2 separate regions of the Mus musculus genome follow, and region 2 is linked to region 1. The links are chromatin contacts, called in public Hi-C maps. All regions are on one chromosome and are shown on one strand. Each heading gives the region's core, a stretch centred on a gene start, on an enhancer-like site or on the middle of the called end of the contact. The rest is flanking DNA. Distances are from core to core; before and after follow the strand shown.

Region 1 (5,515 bases), core at 935-3,434:
GCCACTGCATTTCTGGGTTGAGTCACCTGCTGCGTACATGATAGTCTGAACCTATGCGCATACATGTGCACGCTGCCCACTCGTGCGTGCGTATGCTCCCTGTGCATGTGCCTGTGCCTATGCAAACCATGTTATACATGTATGTGTTATGTGTGTTAGACAGTGTGGACCAAAGGCTCTCCAGACACCCACCCTCCTCCACAACCTCATGTGTGTGAGCGTGTACATATGTGCCTGTGTGTTCTTCTGCCTGTCATGTCTCTGAACAAAGTACACCCTCTACTCTGCAAGCAGACACCATCTGTCTCCCTTGCCGCTTGGCCATTTGAGCCGTTGTTTGGGGGGCTGGGGGGTGGAGACCTCCCTGCAGAGAGGACCAGATGGTGGAGTGGACCATTTCCCTACCGGCCCTCCCTGTGGCCCACCCTGGCCTCCGGGCCACCTGGGGCATGGCAGGGCACCACTCCCAGCCCTGGTGCCTCAAGGCTGCCCTGACCCCCTGGCCCCAGCTCCACCACAAGTGGCCTTTTGCCCCGGCCACATTAATCTCTGTCCAGGTCAGTTGGCTGAGGCAGGAGAGCAAACAGGGCAAGTCCCCAGGGCGTGCAGACAGAGTGGCTGTCGAGTGACCCCCAACAGCCCTGGCTCAGGGCTCAAGAGGGCAGAGGGCAGAGGGCGGAGGGCAGAGGGGTGAGTTCCCATGTGTCTCCGGACCTTCAGGGATCTGGAGGGGGAGACAACTTTGTCCCCAGCAGATCACTGCTGCAGGTCAACCGCTTGTCTCTCAAGCAGGTCATACAGTGGCTCTGAGAAGCACAGGGTCTGTACTTCCTCACTGGCCATTCCAGGTTCCCTGGGGACTCTTGAGGCAGCTGTCAATCACTTGTGTAGTTATTCAATAGATAAACTGCTGAGACCGAGTGAGCAGGGCACAGGGCTCCCTCCCAGACCAACTGCACGCACTAAATTCTGGTCTCTCACTGCCTAACTGCAGAGCCTTGGTAAGGGGTATCAACAGAAACTGGGCCTCAGTTTCCCGATCGCACTCACATTCCAGGCCGCTCTGTGGCCTGGGAGAGGCCCACAGGCCTCCGACTCACAGACATCACATGCATTAAGGGAGGTGCCAAGAAGGGAGGGTCCCAGGCATCAGCAGGAGCTCCTGCCAGGGCATCCTATTTCCTTTCTACATCTCTGGAGGATGAGACCCAAAAGAACAGGAACAAAGCTGCAGGACCCTGGGGGTGGCAGAAGCTCTGACTGTCAGGTGTGCTGTCTATTCCAGCCACAGGGGAGGGGGAGGGGCAGGAACCACAGGGAGGCAAGAGAACAGGCAGGAATATGGTGGCCAAGGCCTGAGCTTCTGATGGCTCTTTATAATGTACGCCCTGTGCTGAGAACTTTCTAGCCACAGAACCCCCAGAAAGTTCCAGGCTCTTTCTTGTACAAAGATGTTAACAGCTAAAGGGTCAAAGGGGAGCTGAGTCTCCGCACACCCCCTGCTGGCTAGCCCTAGGCCTGGAAGGAAACAACGTGAGAAATGGATGTATGTATGTCTGCATTCTGTACCGGAGGCACAAGCCCAGGCAGGGCAAGGGACAGGGCCCAAGTAATGACTGATGGGCATCTGGGCATCCGTGGGCTGCTTCTTCCTGGGCTCTGATCCCTCACAAGTGCGGGTGGTGTGGGAGCTGGTTTCCGCTCTCCCTGCTACCATTTCCCTCCCAGGCATCATATGGCTTCCTGGGGACAGCAGGGGACCTGGCATTTGGCCTCTTCGGGCTTTCTAGACATGAGATCAAGGAAGGGAGAGTGATTTCCTTGAGGTCAGCTCTCTGTTTACATATGAAAGGCCCCCACTTCCTCCGGGGAATGGGGGCTGTTTAGAGGAGGGGCACAGAGGGTCTTGTGACCCCAGGAGTCCCCTCAAGGGCCTCTAATGAGGTGGTCAGATGGTAGGAAGAGGCTGTGTGGACAGGCCCCTTGAACAGGCCACTTCTTAGTTCGTGCCTCCCCCTCCCTTCCCTTAATGGGGAATTTCATGGGTGTGGTAGCTTGTGAGAGAAGCTATGCCCCGCCCACCTCTGCCATCTGTTCAAGGCCAAAAGTCACAGGGAAGGGGTGAATAAGGAGGGGAGGGCCACTCAGTGGCCTGACCCCCTCCTGTCCCACTCACTCACACCAGATGTCTCCAGCCCACCCCGCTGCCAGGAGCCCACCGAGGTGGATGGGGCTAGTCCTGGCTGGGCCGGGCCTGTGGCTCCCTCTGCAGTCACAGCACAGCCTAGCAGCACTGAAGCCTCACAGGTGTTGATGGTTAGCACCTCCCGGCGGCCTGCCCGTCACAAGTGGGGGAACTTTCTCGGTCTCTCTCTGGGGTTTGAAGTTTGGGCTGTGTGAATCTGGCCAGGCCTCCAGGGGGCACTGGGAGGGCACATCCTACCCCAGAGATTCATCTTTGTCCCATGGGGGTACCAAATTCTGCTTCCTTGAGGCGGTACCCAAGCAACATGCCTCAGACAGCAGGTTGACAAATTCATACGAGGGTGTGGATGGACGAACGACAGGCTTGCACACGGGAGCCGGAATTTAGGGTTAGCATAGGGCTGAGCCAGTGGCTGCTGTGTGACCTGAGGCTCAGGTCTTGAGATCTCTGGGCAGTTTGTAGATAGCATTAAGGGTAGATCTGAACAGACTCTATTAACCCTGGACTGAGGGAGGCCCCAGCCACCTTAGTCCCAATTTCTGAAAGGCTTCTGGAGATAGAGAGTTTTCACAGGAAGCTGCCCAGCAGAGCCTCCACAGGGGACATTGTAGCTACAGCACCCAGCACCCGTCCTCACAGGCAGGACAGATAGGGCCCAGGGGAGTGGAGGCACCCTCTGTCATCCACTCCAACATAGGAATCCCTCTGCCTGGATTCCTGTGTGGGGACACTGGCCACATGTGTGCAGCCAGTTCTAAGAGACCAGGACACATGTGGGTCTGAGCTGGCCTGGCCCACCGCAGAGAGGAGAGAGGTCTGTGCATCACTTGGGAGGACTGTGAGGTACCAGGGCATCCCACATAGTCTTCTCCCTCCCAGGTGACTCCCATGAGCCCACAGGCTCCGTCCCTCCCATGACATCAGATGCCAGATGAAAGAGAACACACAGTTCTACAGCTGTGACAGGTTCAGAATCCCAGAGACAGGGTGGCAGCCGGCAACGAAAGGCGCCATCTTTGGATCTGTATAGGGGAAGCAGAGTAGCTAATCTGCAGGCCAATCTGCAGCCTGCTGCCCTCCCTGATGGGACTTTGCCTAACCTACAAGAAATGAAATGAAAGGCCTTATGGTAAGTCCATTGAAACCATCAAAACGCCAACATTTCTATTGTGAGCACTTGCGATACCTCAGGGGCTCATGTGACTGGTGGCTCTTTCTAGGAGTTCAGACAGGGGAACATAGAGAGGCTGGAACTGCCTGGAGCTATGGAGTTGTTAGAGATATTCAACTCCCTGGTCCTTGGTGTCCTTGTCTATAAATGTGGGCAAGAGTCCCTTCCCATTGGGCTGAGGAGAGACTCGAGCCCTGAATAAACTGCTTTGCCACAGAAGCAAAACGACCAGGGCGGAATCCCCAGAGCCAGGTGTGGTGGTGTGAGCTTTTTTTCCAACTCTGGGAAGACGGCGATGGAAGATCTGTGCGGCTTGCCAGTCAAACCTACGAGTGAGTCACAGACTTTCTAAGAATGTGGGACATTTGCAAGGGATTCATGTTAAGAGCAGAGTGAGCCATGGAGGGAGTTGTCCTTGCCTGTCTAAGTGCCCAAGAACCACCTGGACCATAGAGACAGAGAAGAGGGGACCCAGGCATTCTCTAGGAGCCTCACAGGCTGTCGGAACGAAGCACTGTCCTCAACCCTATCACAGTAAGTCTTGTGACTGACTGTACAAAGTCCTTCCCACCCATGGGCCTCAGCTTCCTCTGGTCAGGGGTTGGGCCACAGTCAGTCACACCCAGGCTCAGTCCTTTGGCACCGGAGAAACAAGCATGAGGGTGCTTCCCCTCGAAGGGTTACAGCGCTCCTTCCTTATACTACTGAGTCACCCAACAGCTGTCTACCTGCCTAGCCAGCCACTACTGTGTATCCACCTAGTCACCTAATGTCCCCACCATCCACAAGAAGCCCATCACCACTGTTTGTTAGCCATCACAGCCCTTCTCTCCCTCCATCTATCCATTCGAGTATCCGAAGTCCAGCTAGAATCCCTCATCCAACTCACTTTTATCCATCCATCCATCCATCCATCCACCCACCCACCCATCTACCATTCATCCATCCATCATCCATCTATCCACCCATCCATTCATTCACCCATCCATCCACCATCCATCCACCATCCATCCATCCACCATCATCCATCCACCATCCATCCATCCATCCATCCATCCACCATCCATCCATCCATCATCCACCATCACCACCCTCAAACCCACTTACTTCTAGACATGTGACCCTGGGCATCTGGAAGGCTGTGGAGAAAGCAAGGTGGTGTAGCCAGATCTCAGTCACAGACATGTCTCTCAGCTATTATTTTTTTCTTTATTATTATTTTTTGAGACAAGGTCTCACTCTTGGTGGCCCTGGCTGTCCTGGAACTCACACTACAAAGACTAGCCTGGGTTTAAACCTGCAGCAATCCTCCTGCCTCTGCCTCCTAAACACTAGAGTGACAAGTATGTGCCAAGCAGGGCACCCAGCCGGGACTTGACTCTCGCTTTGTCTTTTGCTCACCCTTGGTTCCCAGAAATCTCCCTGCAGGAGGATTCACGCTCAGGCCCTCCCATGTTAGTCAATGATAGAATGTTCCAGAAGCTTGGCCATCCACTCTGCCCTCAGTTCCTTATCTTACCACACTCACAGGACTTTATTAATAGCCTATTAGTGGGTAATAAATAAATGCATTTGGATGAGAAATCACCCAAGGGTGGTTGATGGGGGAGGAGGGGTGAGTTAGGGCATAAGGTGGTGTCATCTCCTCAGAGAGTGTCTCTCCACATCTGCCCAGGTGGGGATGCTCCTGCTGGGTCCCTGCTGTGCAGTGGGTCTCCAGCCCCTCCCTGAAAGGCTGCCTCTCATTAATCTTGATGAGTTTTCTGCTGAGTATTTTTCCAGGGCTTTCAAATCGCTCACTAATTGCAATTAATCACTTACTGAAACAGATGTCATGAACAATGGGCCCGGATGGTGGGGGCTTGATGAAGCTGTCAGGGGAGAGCGTGTGGGTGGCTGGGCGCTGGGTGCTGCCCTTGCCTGCCCAGGTGGGCTGGGAGGAGCCTGCACAGAGGCTGGGAGAGCTCTGAGAGAACAGAGGCAGCCAGGTCAAGCAAGGCCTAGGGTCAGAGGGGAGACAGGCAGATGCTGAGGGCTCCACATCGCCCCCTGGAGGCCAAAGACACCCCCCAAGAGAAAAGGCCTGGAATCAGAGTGAGGCCAGCTGACCAGCCGTGGGCTGTGTCTCTCACCTAAGA
Region 2 (5,515 bases), core at 1,317-3,816, 160 kb before region 1:
CCAGGGACGAGTGGGAGAGCTCAGGAGGATACCGTACGCCGGAGAGATGCAGGTGCATCGCCGACGGATGCAGTGGAGGCAGGGAGCCAGGGGTGGGGATGGGGTAGAACGGAGACCTTAAGGCTGACAGGCAATAGGAGTCATCCATCCTGTAGACAGAGAGGCAGGACTGGTGTGTGCAGGAGCCACAAAGGATAAGCTTGCCTAGCAGATGCGAAGCCCTCAGGTGAATCCCTGGCACTGCAGGAGAAAGGCCGGGACCCAGGCAGGTGAGCCGGCGCCTCTCGGCTGGGCGAGCCACTGCTCACTCAGGCTCAGCCCTGCAGAGACTGCATGCAAAGAGCATGTCCACTGTCTGGGGCCACAAGGAACAGACCACATGGGCGCCTAGGACCTCCCGGACCATGGGTGAGCGAGCGGGAGGGCAGACTGGCTGCAGGCAGAGACCTCTGGTGTGACCCGCTGTGGTAAGAGGCCAGGAGCTTCTACAGGAAGAGGGAGGGCATGGCCTGACTCTCACTCCGGAGTCTCCATCACACTGTCTAGGTACCACACACTGTTAGTGGGGACTGGCTGCTGGGGTGCAGATGCTGAGAAGTGGGAACCAAGGAGCATCAGCAGGTGGTACTGAGTCCATCCATCAAGACTCAACTCAGTCGAGCTGGGGAAAGCTATATAGCTCCCTTGAGTGCCTGGACCCCAAGCCCTGGCAAACGCCCGCCCCGAGAGGTTCTGCCTTGCTGAGAACAGATTAGCACACAGGGCAGCGTGAGTGGGGACGCCTCACCTGAAGGCCGGGTGGGGGAATGGGTGTGGGGCCAGGTAGCTGGGGTGATAGTAGGCTGCGGCGGTGGCTGGGTCCAGGCCAAGCGGAGGCAAGGAGGACATGCGTAAGTCTTCAGCAGTGTGGTAGGGCCGGAAGCTTCTCAAGTAGTCCTCAGTCACCGTGCTGGGGGGCACCACATGGTGCACAGGCCGCTGGAGGCTGTGGGAGGGGGAAGTGGGGAGCAGAGGTAATGTGCCACACTCCCTCACCAGGCTCAGGTCCTGCCTCTCAGTGAGGTACAGCCTGGCATGAAGCCCAGACTGCACAGATGGGAAGCTGCCTGTCCCTCAAGGTCCCCACGAGTGGATAGAGATGCTGGAGGGGCTCTCTGTTCCCCAGACCCAGAGGATGGGCTTAAATGTGTTTAGGACACCTGATAAGTCTGTCTCAACAAAGGCTGGACCACAAGGTCAGATGGGGCCAAGGACCTCAGGGCAGATCAGGCCACTGAGACTAATGGCATTCTATCTACCTCTGCCAGTGCAAACTCTCAGGTCTGTCTGGAGCCACCCCTGTGCCTTCCCTGACCCCAGGCTGGCACTTACTTGAGTGGTTGGAAGCGGGAGTCCTGTACAACTGAGCCGGGGGAAAGGCCAAAGGGGTACGGGGTGCTGAGTAGGTGGGAGGGGATGGCGGGGCCCGCAGCCTTTTCCTGGGCGAGAGGTGGCTCCACCAATAGGCGCTCCCGACCACTGCTGCTGCCTCGTGAGCCAGAGTCCTGCGGGAAGAAGAGTTAGGTTTTGGGGAGCCATATTCTAGAAACATCCTCCCCCTAATTTTTTTTTTTAATCAAAGAAAGCATAAAAGGGGTATTTAGGGAGAAAGCCTCCTATGAGCAGGTCTGGACCAAGGTCTACAGGGTCTGGCTCAGCTCTAGAAGGAACTCAACAATGTCAGGGAAGCCTTAGACACCAGACTGCTGAATCCCAAGATGAGGCATGTGAGGGCATCTGCAGGGTAGGAACTCCCACCTCCTATAGGCAAAACAGGGTGGTCATAGAGTCAGGACACACACACACCCTGGGGACCTGCACCTCAGGACAGAGCTGCTCCCTAGATTCCAGCAGTGCCCGTAGCTATGTGGACACTGCTGGCAGCTGATATGGACCTACGTGGGGGACCCTTGCACATATTTAGGCTTTGAGACCCCAGGAGAGGCTCCCTTCAGGCAGGAAGTGAGAGGCGGCAGTTGAGTTGGGCTGGGCTGGGCTGGGCTGGGGAGACCCCGCCTCACGGACTGATTTTCTGTATAAACAGTCACAGCAGCACCACACAGCCTGGAGAAACCAGACCCAACAGCCCTGCATGCCTGTCACCTGTGACTAGGGAGGAATCCTCAGGGCAAGGCAGAGAGGCAAAGTCAGGGAGCCACGGAGCAGAGGGGAGACTGAGGGCCAGGAGCCTCCTGGTACAACTTTGAGGCCCTTCCCTCACTACTGCAGGAGAAGCCCAACACAAGGCAGACAGTGGCACTCACTAGGGACACGAGGTCCTCTGGATGATATGGCTGAACCCATGGTGTGACTGAAAGGCTCATGGTAGCCAGCATAGTAACACTGATTGTCTCTGGATACAGGCCTGCCAGCCATTCTACCGGCTCCTTGTGGTTATCCCCAGGGTCAGCAGCTAGCATCACCAGAGCATATGTAAGCCCCGAGGGGAGGGGTCGTGGCTGTACCACCACTTAACCCTGTGTGTGCAGAGTGAGGACAGCTTAGCACCGTACCTCCCCGCCTCCATTCTCACAGAGTCTACCACAAGCCCTCCTGCTCCCCACAGACAGCCAGCCACGATTAATTGAGGGAGACAGGCTGCTGATTGAATTTTTAATGAGCAGCAACATCTGTTTCCTTCCCTGGGTGCAGCAGCAGGCTGTCTCTGTTCCCTTGTGGGGTCCTCATGGGTTCATGACCTCTGACCTGCCCTCCTCAGGAGAAACATTCACACAGTACCGTATAGGTGTGTATGGCAGGGTGCGGGTGGGGTGGGGGCACATATCCCACTCACACCAGGACAAACAAGGAGACTAGAAAAATGGCCATCAGGCTGGGCAGTGGTGGCACATGCCTTTAATCCCAGCACTACAGAGTGAGTTCTAGGACAGCCAGGCTACACAGAGAAATCCTGTCTCCAAAAAAAAAAAAAACCAAAAACCAAAAAACAAAAAACAAAAAATAGCCCCAAAGATGAAAAAAGAGAAAAAAAAGAGAAAAGAAAAAATGGTCATCAGGCCAATTGGGGGGGTGGGGGGAAGGGGGGTTTGCACACTGCTGCCCTCCTCAGGCCTGTGGCCTCTCTGACTAGAACCTGGCTAACCAGGCCATCTGTGGGGCAGGGTGCTGCCTGGGTGACAAGGACAGAAAAAGCCCCGGCATGGTGGCTGCCCCAGGGCACCCTCCTGGCAGCAGCTGTGGCAGACAAGATATGTCTGCAGAGCTGCTCCAAGACACAGCTGCATCCATGAAAGGCAGCGGCTGGGAAGGAGAGAACTCTCATTCTCCAGTGATTAGAGTGAGGTCTCCACAGCTGGTCAAGTGGGATGAGCCCGTTAGTTTCCAGACTGTTCTTCATTCATCTCTCACGCGGCTTCCACTGCCTGGTCACCCTGGAGCCACACACCCCCTTGACTTCCAACCAGTGGATGTTGCCTCCAGAGGCCCCTAGTGACTCATGGCCACACTACAGGGAGAGCGCATCCCCCGCCCTCCTGGAAAGGATTAAACTCTCTGCTGAGCTCTGAGCATCATCCACTGTGTGTGTGCTTGGCGGTGGCGGTGGCGGTGGCGGTGGCGGTCTCCCTGGTGGCGAGCAGGTCTTGTTAACCACAGCGTGAACTGCTGGAGCAGAGCCATCAGAGCCCTTCTCCGGGTTACTAAATGTTTCTGAGGCAGTAAGGATCCTCTGAGGATAGTGACAGGCTCCGGGCAGAGGAGTCACGAGGCAGAGGCACTTGGAACCTCCTAGTTCTCCAAGGGGACAATACATGAAGTGTCTTGGACCTGGGCCAGGGGCTCCAGTCAGCAGAAGCTCCGGGGCCCAAGGCAGGAACAGGAAGTGACCCTCCCACCAGCTTCTCTCTCAGGAGCAAAGCCAGTCACCAGGCAAGCTGGTTACCCAGGGAAGGGAAGCTCTATGGGGGTTTTTATCAGCTGACTCATTGTCTGAGGTCAAAGCTGCGCTCTGGCAGGAGTCCACAGACAGGAGATGGTTGGCGGTGGCAACTTCTCTGACTTCTCTTAAGCCAGGACAGGGTGGGTCTAGGCTGCTCTGAGCTGAGATTCGATGACAGGATCGCTCAGACAGGTTTCCCAGGGTTAAGTGTGACTTCAGCCACAGGAGGAATGGGCCAAGGCTGGCCCCCACGCTTCAGTCAGGAGCCTGATGGATGCTCCAAGCACTTTACTGGGGACACCAATCAGACCTGAAGGGCAGATGAAACTCACACTCTTGCCTATCCTGCCCTGCCCCAGCGGGGAGAGGTGCTCTCCTTCCCCTCCCCCTCCATCTCTGTGGTTTAATTAGTACTTCCTAGCAGTACAAACCCTCTGGGAATGGGGCTGGAGAATCCCGGGAAAGCCACAGCTGACAGCGGTTCTTAATTAGCAAGGCCCCCTCTAGGCGCCAGGCTGCCAGGCCGCCGGGAGGCCCAGCAGTACAGGGGAAGCTCTGGGGCTGGCTCCTCCACTGCAGTTAGGTTATGGCCAGCTAGAGACTGCAGACACAAGGACCCCGGTGCTGGCTGGCATCAGGGACCATCAGAGTTAGCCTACAGTCCCGCCCCTACTCCTCCAAAGCAGTCACAGCTATTGTCTAGCCAAAGATCCAAGGCACTCTATGGTTGTTGTCTGTCTCAACCTGGTGCCTCTGGGTATGTAGACCCCTAAAGAAGTGATTGCCGTCCAGGCCACCAGAGGACACAATAAGACACCACTGTGTAAAGGGGCAGGGCCTTGGCGACCCCCTCCCTCCCCAGGCTTAGGGAGGCTCTGGCCTCCTAAAGCAAGCAACGATGAATTTGTGGTACTCTGTCACAAGTCTGATGTAAGGGTTGCCTTAATCCTAGCATCTTCCAGTACCGGGTGCGTATCAAGCTCACCTAGCAGAAGAGTCTGAGGACCAGGGTGAGAGGTCAACCTCGCCCCCAACTCAAGTTCTCAACAGAGCTGTGGACAGAAAACAGCCTGCAGGAACACCCCCACATACCCCGCCTCCATCCCCATTACCCCCACCACGCCCACACCTCTGGGCGGCGCCACTCACCTGGCGGCTCTCGCTTCTCCAGACTCCATTGACGGTTTTAGTGGGGGCAATAGTGACCACTGGGGGAGTGCTGGGGACACTGTGACCCCCGGGGGGGACGATGATGGGGCCCATGGGCACTCGTTTGGGCGTGCTAGCTGGAGAGCTATGGTTGGTGGCTGGAGAGGACACTGGAGATGACTCGCTGCTCAGTGAGGACCCTGCGGAAAGAGAACGAAGCAGCTCAGGGTCCTGTGTGTGTCACACCACCACCCACCGCGCCCACGCGTCTTGCCATTCCAGAATGCTCATGGGGAGTGAGGCCCAAGAGCGGGCAGGCAGGGACGGACCCACAGCCATTCTGTGGCCTCCCTTGTCATACTGCCTCTCAGGCGTGGAGGTGGAGAGCTATTTTTACACTTAAAAAATCTGAGATGTCACTCACTCTTT

Evidence for each region. Hi-C and Micro-C count contacts between places; a contact is called where the count stands out from the background.
Region 2: a Hi-C map of the N1E-115 cell line shows a contact between it and region 1, with 2.2 times the contacts expected there. The contact joins two enhancer-like sites. A contact is called at or near these places in 5 of 15 datasets of contacts at CTCF or cohesin (embryonic stem cells, large pre-B cells and pro-B cells), 19 of 484 Hi-C or Micro-C datasets (B cells, the C10 cell line, the G1E-ER4 cell line and 6 more), 17 of 115 datasets of contacts at active chromatin or transcription factors (the 230-238 cell line, the HPC-7 cell line, acute myeloid leukemia and 12 more) and 3 of 9 other capture datasets (adipose tissue, liver and pancreatic islet).

What each region holds. Positions count from the first base shown.
Region 1 is chr8:120,404,635-120,410,149 of GRCm38.p6, reverse strand. It overlaps a transcript of Gse1 not described here. Among named protein-coding and RNA genes, the nearest start is that of Gm39264, 62 kb to the right of the region's middle. Within about 2 kb of position 2,184, at least 88 of the 459 cell types and tissues checked have an H3K27ac peak or open chromatin away from gene starts, as enhancers often do. A contact at or near this core is called in the G1E-ER4 cell line, the HPC-7 cell line, the N1E-115 cell line and 2 more, where this site is marked.
Region 2 is chr8:120,562,397-120,567,911 of GRCm38.p6, reverse strand. Gse1 (genetic suppressor element 1, coiled-coil protein) reads right to left here. Exons shown (of 16, transcript NM_001145896.1): 3 at 5,087-5,286; 4 at 1,372-1,544; 5 at 788-985; 6 at 1-149. Among named protein-coding and RNA genes, the nearest start is that of Gins2, 24 kb to the left of the region's middle. Within about 2 kb of position 2,566, at least 155 of the 459 cell types and tissues checked have an H3K27ac peak or open chromatin away from gene starts, as enhancers often do. A contact at or near this core is called in the G1E-ER4 cell line, the HPC-7 cell line, the N1E-115 cell line and 2 more, where this site is marked.